Regions from separate parts of the Mus musculus genome. Here region 1 is linked to region 2. Evidence: chromatin contacts called from public Hi-C data. All regions are on one chromosome and are shown on one strand. Each heading gives the region's core, a stretch centred on a gene start, on an enhancer-like site or on the middle of the called end of the contact. The rest is flanking DNA. Distances are from core to core; before and after follow the strand shown. Region 1 holds the start of Dnase1l2 (deoxyribonuclease 1-like 2). Region 2 holds the start of Prss32 (protease, serine 32).

Region 1 (4,099 bases), core at 663-3,162, 590 kb before region 2:
ACGGTGGAGAGCAGGCTGTCACAGAAAGGTCTCCCTAGAATGCCCAGCAAGTACACTTCCGGACACACCTGGAAGAAAAGCCCCACGTGTGCCAGTTCTGCAGCCGAGGCTTCCGGGAGAAGGGCTCTCTGGTGCGGCATGTGAGGCACCACACAGGCGAGAAACCTTTCAAGTGCTACAAGTGTGGCCGTGGCTTCGCGGAGCATGGCACACTCAACCGGCACCTGCGCACTAAAGGTTTGAGCCACACGTGGCAGGAGAGGGTGAGGGCGTGAGGGCTGGGGTCAAGTGGCCCAGACTGGGCTGACCATCTCTGTTGGCAGGGGGCTGCCTGCTAGAAGTGGAGGAGTTGCTGGTGTCTGAGGAGAGCCCTTCTGCGGCTGCCACTGTGCTTGCAGAAGACCCCCACACCGTGCTGGTGGAGTTCTCGTCTGTGGTAGCTGATACCCAAGAGTACATTATTGAGGTAGGTATAAAGATGGTGGGGCAGGTTTGGACTCGGGACAGCCCATGATGACCTCCAGTCAACTGTCCAGGCCACTGCAGATGACACAGAGACCAGTGAAGCCACCGAGATCATTGAGGGCACGCAGACAGAGGTGAGGGTCTGGGTGAGGGATGGGAGGATCACCGGACTGCTGGGCAGCCCCTCAGGCTGAGCCATGCTCTCTGCAGGTGGACAGTCACATCATGAAGGTGGTCCAGCAGATCGTGCACCAGGCTGGTGCTGGGCACCAGATCATCGTGCAGAATGTCACCATGGACCAGGAGACAGCACTGGGTTCGGAGGCAACTGCTGCAGACACGATCACCATTGCCACTCCTGAGAGTCTTACTGAGCAGGTGGCCATGACACTGGCTTCAGCGATCAGTGAGGGTACTGTGCTCACAGCCCGGGCAGGTCCAAACAGTACTGAACAGGCCACTGTGACAATGGTGTCATCAGAGGACATAGAGATCCTTGAGCACGGAGGAGAGCTGGTCATTGCTTCACCAGAGGGCCAGCTTGAGGTACAGACGGTCATCGTATAGTTTGAGGGCCTCTGCTGTGGAAGATCGAGGACCCTGAGTGTCTGCCCGCACTTGCCTGGTCAGAAGACTTCAGGCAGCCAAAGGAGAGAGAGAGAGAGAGAGAGAGAGAGAGAGAGAGAGAGAGAGAGAGAGAGAACAGGCAGTTTTGGGATTGTTTTTGTTTGTTTGTTTTCTGCTTTACAATAAAACATAAAAAACCTGCAGTTTGTTGTGATTGGGTAGAGGCAGCCTCTGGGGCTGGCACAACTGCCTTCATAGGTACCCTCTGGACACACTTGCCTGCTTAGGCCACCCTCTAGCAACACTCTTGGCTTCTAGCCCTGGTGGCGCCTCAAGGCGCGTGGGTGTCTCTGGCATGTTGACAGACAGCCTCCTACCCTACCTAGCTGGATCTGTGACTCCAGTTTTCCCAGGTCTGCTAGGGTATGAGGTGTTCCTTCTCAGCTTCCAAATCTGGGACTGCCAGGGGCTATGAGGTTGGTCTAGAGACCTAGGAACTTGGGTCAGCCCGAGTAGCTGATGCTTGCTTCTGTGATGGGCCAGTGTTGGAGAAGCAGCAGGAGATGGCAGAGCAGGCTAGGGCTGGGCTTTCTTAATTTCTCAGCCTGCTTCCCTGAGGGGATACAACTCTAGGAAGAAAGAGAAGTTGGCCATGGGCATGGCTGTCCCTTTCGGTATAGTGTTGAGGTGGCTAGGGGTTTTTGCCCTGATTTTCAGTTAATGGAAATGGCTTAGCATATGCTCTGTCCCTTGCCCTCTTGGGTCTCTGGAATGGGAGCCAGTTCTGGAATCCACCCCATGGAAGGGGTGGTTCCCATTGTAGCCCAGCCCCTTCCTGGTCCAGGGCATCAAATACCTGAGTGCTTTAAAATCAGAGCTATTGTGGGTCCAAGACTGCAGTTCATCTTGAGCCATCTTAGGCCCTCAGTCTGGACTGAATCTCACTGACTTGGGATATTTTATTCACAGCCCAGGTAAGTCCAAGGGGCTGGGCTGGGCCAGAGACTGCATGGAAATCGAATCTTTCCAGCCTTGCAATGACATCACTGTCCCCATACACACTGGAGAAACACGGGAGTGTGTCGGGCTGCAGGCCAATCCTGGGTGCCAGATCTAGTTGGTTACAGACATGCTGTGACTTGGTATGGTTTGGTGTTACTCTGGGACATTTCTGTCTCGAGGTTTTCTGCTTTTGTCATGGGTTGGCCCTGGGCCCCGCTGACAGCAGTTTGGGCACTGGGGGTCATGGGAGCCACAGCGCTGCGGATTGGAGCCTTCAATGTTCAGAGCTTTGGAGACAACAAAGTGTCAGATCCAGACTGTGGCAGTGTCATAGCACAGGTGAGGCCAAGTGGGGTGGGGATGGGCTGGGAGCAATGGAGGGTGAGTGAGGGAGGGCTTGGGAAGTGGGGAGCAGATGGGAACCAGGAGCTAGGCTCTGGGCAATTAGGCTGATTGGGACGGTGCATCTGTGGGTTTTCCTCCAGATCCTGGCCGGCTATGATATCGCCCTGGTGCAAGAGGTACGAGACCCAGACCTAAGTGCAGTGTCCTTGCTCATGGAGCAAATTAACAGGTGTGGCAGGGCTGGGCCCCACAACCCCAGCCAAGATCACAAGCTTGGTTCGGTGCCTTGACCCAGGGACTGGCGTCTCTCTCCGCAGAGTGTCCAAGCACGAGTACGGCTTTGTGAGCAGCAAGCCACTCGGACGTGACCAGTACAAGGAAATGTACCTGTTTGTTTACAGGTGAGAGGCGGGTTGCGGGGAGGGGACACATTGGGGCAGAGGTAAGCAGCTCCAGACATCTTGTTCTCTGCTGCTCCCAGGAAAGATGTAGCGTCAGTGGTGAGCACGTACCAGTATCCAGACCCAGAGGACGCTTTCAGCCGGGAGCCTTTTGTGGTCAAATTCTCAGTTCCTAGCTGTGGTGAGTTGATACTGCCCTCTCCCAGACAAGCCTACCTCTTCCAGGCTTCCCTTGACCCTCATATCCCCCCACCTTCCACAGCCACCAAGGAGCTGGTGCTGATCCCCCTCCATGCAGCACCACACCAGGCGGTGGCAGAGATCGACGCGCTCTACGATGTGTACCTTGATGTCATTGACAAGTGGAACACTGATGTAGGCAACACCCCCCCCCCCGCCCCCAACTCACGTCCCAGACCACAAGTGTTCTCAGAGGTCTGGACTACTGAGCACTGCTAAGATGTACTGGCTGTGCTTGCCTACAGGACATGCTGTTTCTGGGTGACTTTAATGCCGATTGCAAGTACGTGAAGGCGCATGACTGGCCATCGATCCGCCTTCGAAGCAGTGAGGTGTTTAAATGGCTCATCCCAGACAGTGCGGACACCACAGTGGGCAACTCAGACTGTGCCTATGACCGGATTGTAGTGAGTGGCGCCCATCTGCGCAGGAGCCTGAAGCCCCACTCAGCCTCAGTTCACAACTTTCAGGAGGAATTTGACCTAGATCAGACCCAGGTGAGTGTGGACAGGGCTCCAGCAGACATACTAGTCAGCCCCCTCAGGAGAGGGCTCACAGAAATGCTCACCTGCTGGGAGTTTACACTGATGCTTGCTCTAGCAAAAGCAATTATCGCCAAGGGTCCTTAGAGTGCCAAGCCCCCAGGAAGGGACTGTTGGCACACTTCTGTTCTCTGCCACATGGAGGCAGTATGAGGCCCAAGAATGGCTACCAAGCCTTCACTGCCTTCTTGGTGGTGGTGGTGGTGGTGGTGGTGGTGGTGGTGGTGTGTGTGTGTGTGTGTGTGTGTGTGTATGTGTGTGTATGTTTGGGGGGAGGGGGCAGCTAGAGAAAACGCTGCCCTGCTGAACCGCTGAGACTCCCCCAACCCCTCTCCTTCCAGGCTCTTGCCATCAGTGACCATTTTCCTGTGGAAGTGACTTTCAAGACTCACTGAGAGCCAAGGCCTCAGGATATGCCACCTGCAGACTATTACCACAAGGACTGGCACCACAGTGAATCATTCAGGTGGCAGGCCACCCACCCACTGAGGACACAGGGTCGGACCAGCTGGTGTGGACAATGGCTGTGAACACATT
Region 2 (4,122 bases), core at 89-2,588:
AACACTCATGGCCACATACTTCACATATGCTCACATACATACACAAAGACCTTGGGTTCTCAAGGGCTGATTTAGTAACTGTCCCCCCCCCACCGTGTGTGTCTGCATGTCAGTATGTCAGTGGGTACACAGGTTCCTAGGCGTGTACAGAAAGCATAGGGTAACATCAGATACCCTGCTCTATTACTCTTAGCCTTGAGACGGGGTTTTCCACATAACCTAGAACTGTACTGGAAGTCAGCAGTCCCCAGAGAGCCTCGTGCTCCCACATACACCCCAGGCATAAGCCACACTTGGCTGTTTGCACTAACTTGGGCAGGGGATTCAAACTCAAGTCACCTTGCTTGTGCAGCAAACCCTCTTACCCTCTGAGCCATCCCTTCTATACAAGAGTTGATTTTGAGGAATAACAAGACAGGTAACTGAGATATAAAATGGCATGACCCTGCCTCATCTCCTGCCATAGTAGGCAGGAGCTATGGTTCAAATGGAGAAATGAAGTCATCTGAAAGGAATGTAGGGAAATCCAACAGGCCCCAGCCCACGTGACCCATAGGGAGACACTCACTGGTTGAAGCAATGGGCAGCAGTCAACACCCAGTCCTCAGCAATCAGAGATCCCCCACACACGTGCGCCCCATTCTCCCGCACGCTGACCTGCCAAGGCCACCGGCCCAGCTGGGCATCTTGTCCTGACACGATGCGGCCTGATGTCCTGGGACGTCCACACACTGCAAGGAATCAGTAGGATTGGGTGATACATGGCTATTCTGCCCTTCTCTATACCCTCAAACCTGGCTCGTTTGTCACAGCCCCTGGGAGCTTGACCAGTGTGGGCCAGAGGATGTCTCAGGTACCTGGTGCCTAATAGCACCTGCCTAGTATAAGGCCAGAAGGAGCCAGGATCAAACAGCTCTCTGGGTCTGCCTCCAAACCTATAATTCTGCTGCCTCCTTCCTGTAATCCCAGCACCTGAAGACTGAATCAGGAGGATCAGGAGTTCAAGGTCAGCTTCAACTATGCAGTAAAATGGAGGCCAGCCTGAGCTACAATGAGACCAGGAATCAAAACTAAAAGAAACAGAATAAAACTAAAAACAAAACAAACAAAAAAGCCACCCAAACAACAAAACCTGCATTCTACGTATCTTCCCGAAGCTCCCGTTCCCCATACACCACCTCACCTGAGTCCAAGTCAATGCTCCTCCTGCCTGTCGTGGTAGACGGGCTGTCAGAGTCGGTTGGGAGGACCTCACTCCCCAGAAGAACTCCAGGAAAGAAGGTAAATAGGATGGCAGGCAGAGCCAGCTCCATGGTACACCTGCTGGGGCCAAATACTCCAGGAAGAGGAAGAGGGACTGCAGCTCTGGTGTGGTTTCAGGACTTGCCCTGGGGTGGGGCTCAGCCTCCACACCTGCCCTGCAGCCTTGGGAGAGGCCTCACATGTCCACTGTCCCTGGGCACAGAGACCCTGACTTCCCTACATGCTTCATGCTCTGGGGTCCTCTGGTCCTCCCCTTCCTGATCCAGGAACCGCAGCATCCACGGCCCTCAACTTTCATTGATGCAGAATCATTGTATAGTATGCCTGGCACCCTCGGGAGCCTTCGTGTCCATCGCTGTCCACCAGAGGGCAGCCATGGGCCTAGCTCTAGGCAGAAGGGCATGCCAGCATTGGGCTGGAGGATGAGGCATGTGGACATCCTTTCAGACTCCTGTGGTATTTGTCTTCTCTAGAAACTTCTCTTCTGTTGGCTGCCCTTCACTCAGTCTCTAGGCAACTCCTTTCAAAAAGGATTGTTCCCAGAAAGGCTCACTGGCCTTCAAACACCCAGATGCCCCCACTGAAATGGAAACTGTACACAGTAATTACTTCGCCAGCTGCAGTGTCGCTTTATGCTTCAGTCCCAGACCCCATCTTATCCAATATTAAAGTCTCCACATCCATCTCCATCCTGTGTGCAATGTGTTCACCAATATATTTATAATTTAAAATAAAGAAAACAAGGGCTTAGGCTATAGGTCAGTTGCTAGAGTACCTGCCTGCATGCACAAAGCTCCGCGCTTGATCCCCAGTACCTGCATAAACCAGATGAGCTGGTGTAGCACACACCTGCAGTTCCAGGGCTCAGGAGGTAGAGACAATTGAGTCGAAAGTTCAGAGCTAGGCTACAATACTGAGTTTGAGTTTATGGTGGTTTGAATGAGAATGCCCCCCTCACCTCCCTTAGGCTCATATATTTGAATGCTTGGTCTCCAGTTGGTAGAACTATTTGAGAAGAACTAGGAGGTGTGGCCTTGTTAGAAGAGGTGTGCCACATCCCATGGGGTGGGTGCTGAAGTTGCTTTTTTTTTTAATTGTATATTTTCTTTATTTTTTCTATTTATTTATTTATTTATTTATTTATTTATTCATTTATTTATTTATTTATTTATTTAGATTTTTCGAGACAGGGTTTCTCTGTGTAGCCCTGGCTGTCCTGGAACTCGCTTTGTAGACCAGGCTGGCCTCGAGTGCTGAGATTAAAGGTGTGCGCCACCACGCCCAGCAGGATATTTTCTTTATTTATATTTCAAATGTTATCCCCTTTCCCGGTTCCCCCTACCCAAAACTCCCTATCCCATTCTCCCTTCCCCTGCTTCTATGAGAGTGTTCCTCCACCCACCCACCCACTCCCACCTCCAAGCCCTTGATTCCCCTACACTGGGGCATCTATCAAGCTTTCATAGGACCAAGGACCTCCCCTCCCATTGACTCATGACAAAGCCATCCTCTGCAACATATGCAGCTGGAGCCATGTGTACTCCTTTGTTGATGTCCTAGTCCCTGGGAGTTCTGGGGGACTGGTTGGTTGATATTGTTGTTCTTCCTGTGGGGTTGCAAATCCCTTCAACTCCTTCAGTCCTTTCTCTAACTCCTCTATTGGGGACCCTGCGCTCAGTTCAATGGTTGGCTGTGAGCATCCACTTCTGTATTTGTAAGGCTCTGGCAGGGTATATCTGACAATCATATCAGGCTCTTTTCAACATGTACTTCTTGGCATCCACAATAGTGTCTATGTTTGGTAACTGTGTATGGGATGAATCCCCAGATAGGACAGTCTCTGGATGGCCTTTCCTTTAGTCTCTGCAGACGTTGAGGTTTCAATAGTCCACACCAGGCCAATGTCTCTCAGCCTGCTGCCTGTGCATCAGGATATAAAGCTCTCAGCTACTGTCTAGAACCATGCCTGCCTATCTTCCATCATGATGATCATGGGCTAATCCTCTGAAACTATAAGCTAGCCCCCAGTTAAATGCTTTCTGTACTGGCTAGCTAGGCCTGATGGCATGCTCTTGTAGTCTGCTAGGGAAGCAAAGACAGATTACTGGAGGTTGCTGGCCAGTCAAGTCTCATCAGCAAGCCCCAGGCTCCAAAGAGTCTGTCTCAAAATAAACAAACGGGGGTAGAGAGCCGGAGAGACGCTCTGCTTAAGAGCACTTAGTGCTATTGTTAAGGAACAGGCTTGGATTCCGAAAACATGGCTGCTCACAATCATCTGTAACCTTAGTTCTGGGGATCTGATGCCCTCTTCTGGCCTCTGTGGGTACTGCATGCGTGTGATGCACTTAGATCCATGCAGGAAAAACTCTCAAACATATAAAACAGAAATAAATAAATCTTTAAGAAAGGAAGGAAAGGGGCTGGTGAGATGGCTCAGTGGGTAAGAGCACCCGACTGCTCTTCCGAAGGTCCGGAGTTCAAATCCCAGCAACCACATGGTGGCTCACAACCATCTGTAACGAGATCTGACTCCCTCTTCTGGAGTGTCTGAAGACAGCTACAGTGTACTTACATATAATAAATAAATAAATCTTTAAAAAAAAAAAAAAAAGAAAGGAAGGAAGGAAAGAAGGAAGCAAGGGTGATAAATAAATAAAGTAGACAACGCGCGCATGCGCACACACACACACACACACACACACACACACGAGGGAAGTGCTCAAAGAACTGCAGATAAGATTCCTAAAGGCCCTCCCTTGGGTTATAAAAGCAGTTAGTGAACTCTGAGAGGACAGAGTGCATTGCTGGCAGAGCTGCCTGTACTTTGAATCATTCTCATCTAGTGTGTACTTCCGGTGA

The links. Hi-C and Micro-C count contacts between places; a contact is called where the count stands out from the background.
Region 1: a Hi-C map of embryonic stem cells shows a contact between it and region 2, with 2.2 times the contacts expected there. The contact joins the promoter of Dnase1l2 here to the promoter of Prss32 in region 2. A contact is called at or near these places in 1 of 39 promoter capture datasets (cranial neural crest) and 1 of 484 Hi-C or Micro-C datasets (embryonic stem cells).

Annotation. Positions count from the first base shown.
Region 1 is chr17:24,440,914-24,445,012 of GRCm38.p6, reverse strand. It overlaps Dnase1l2 (deoxyribonuclease 1-like 2), which reads left to right and starts at 1,912. Exons shown (of 8, transcript NM_025718.3): 1 at 1,912-2,006; 2 at 2,214-2,373; 3 at 2,520-2,608; 4 at 2,697-2,780; 5 at 2,861-2,961; 6 at 3,043-3,155; 7 at 3,266-3,517; 8 at 3,904-4,099. The coding sequence starts at 2,230. The coding sequence ends at 3,957. It overlaps E4f1 (E4F transcription factor 1), which reads left to right. Exons shown (of 14, transcript NM_001301784.1): 11 at 39-237; 12 at 324-466; 13 at 537-599; 14 at 676-1,235. The coding sequence ends at 1,032.
Region 2 is chr17:23,850,988-23,855,109 of GRCm38.p6, reverse strand. It overlaps Prss32 (protease, serine 32), which reads right to left and starts at 1,338. Exons shown (of 5, transcript NM_027220.2): 1 at 1,184-1,338; 2 at 569-731. The coding sequence starts at 1,313.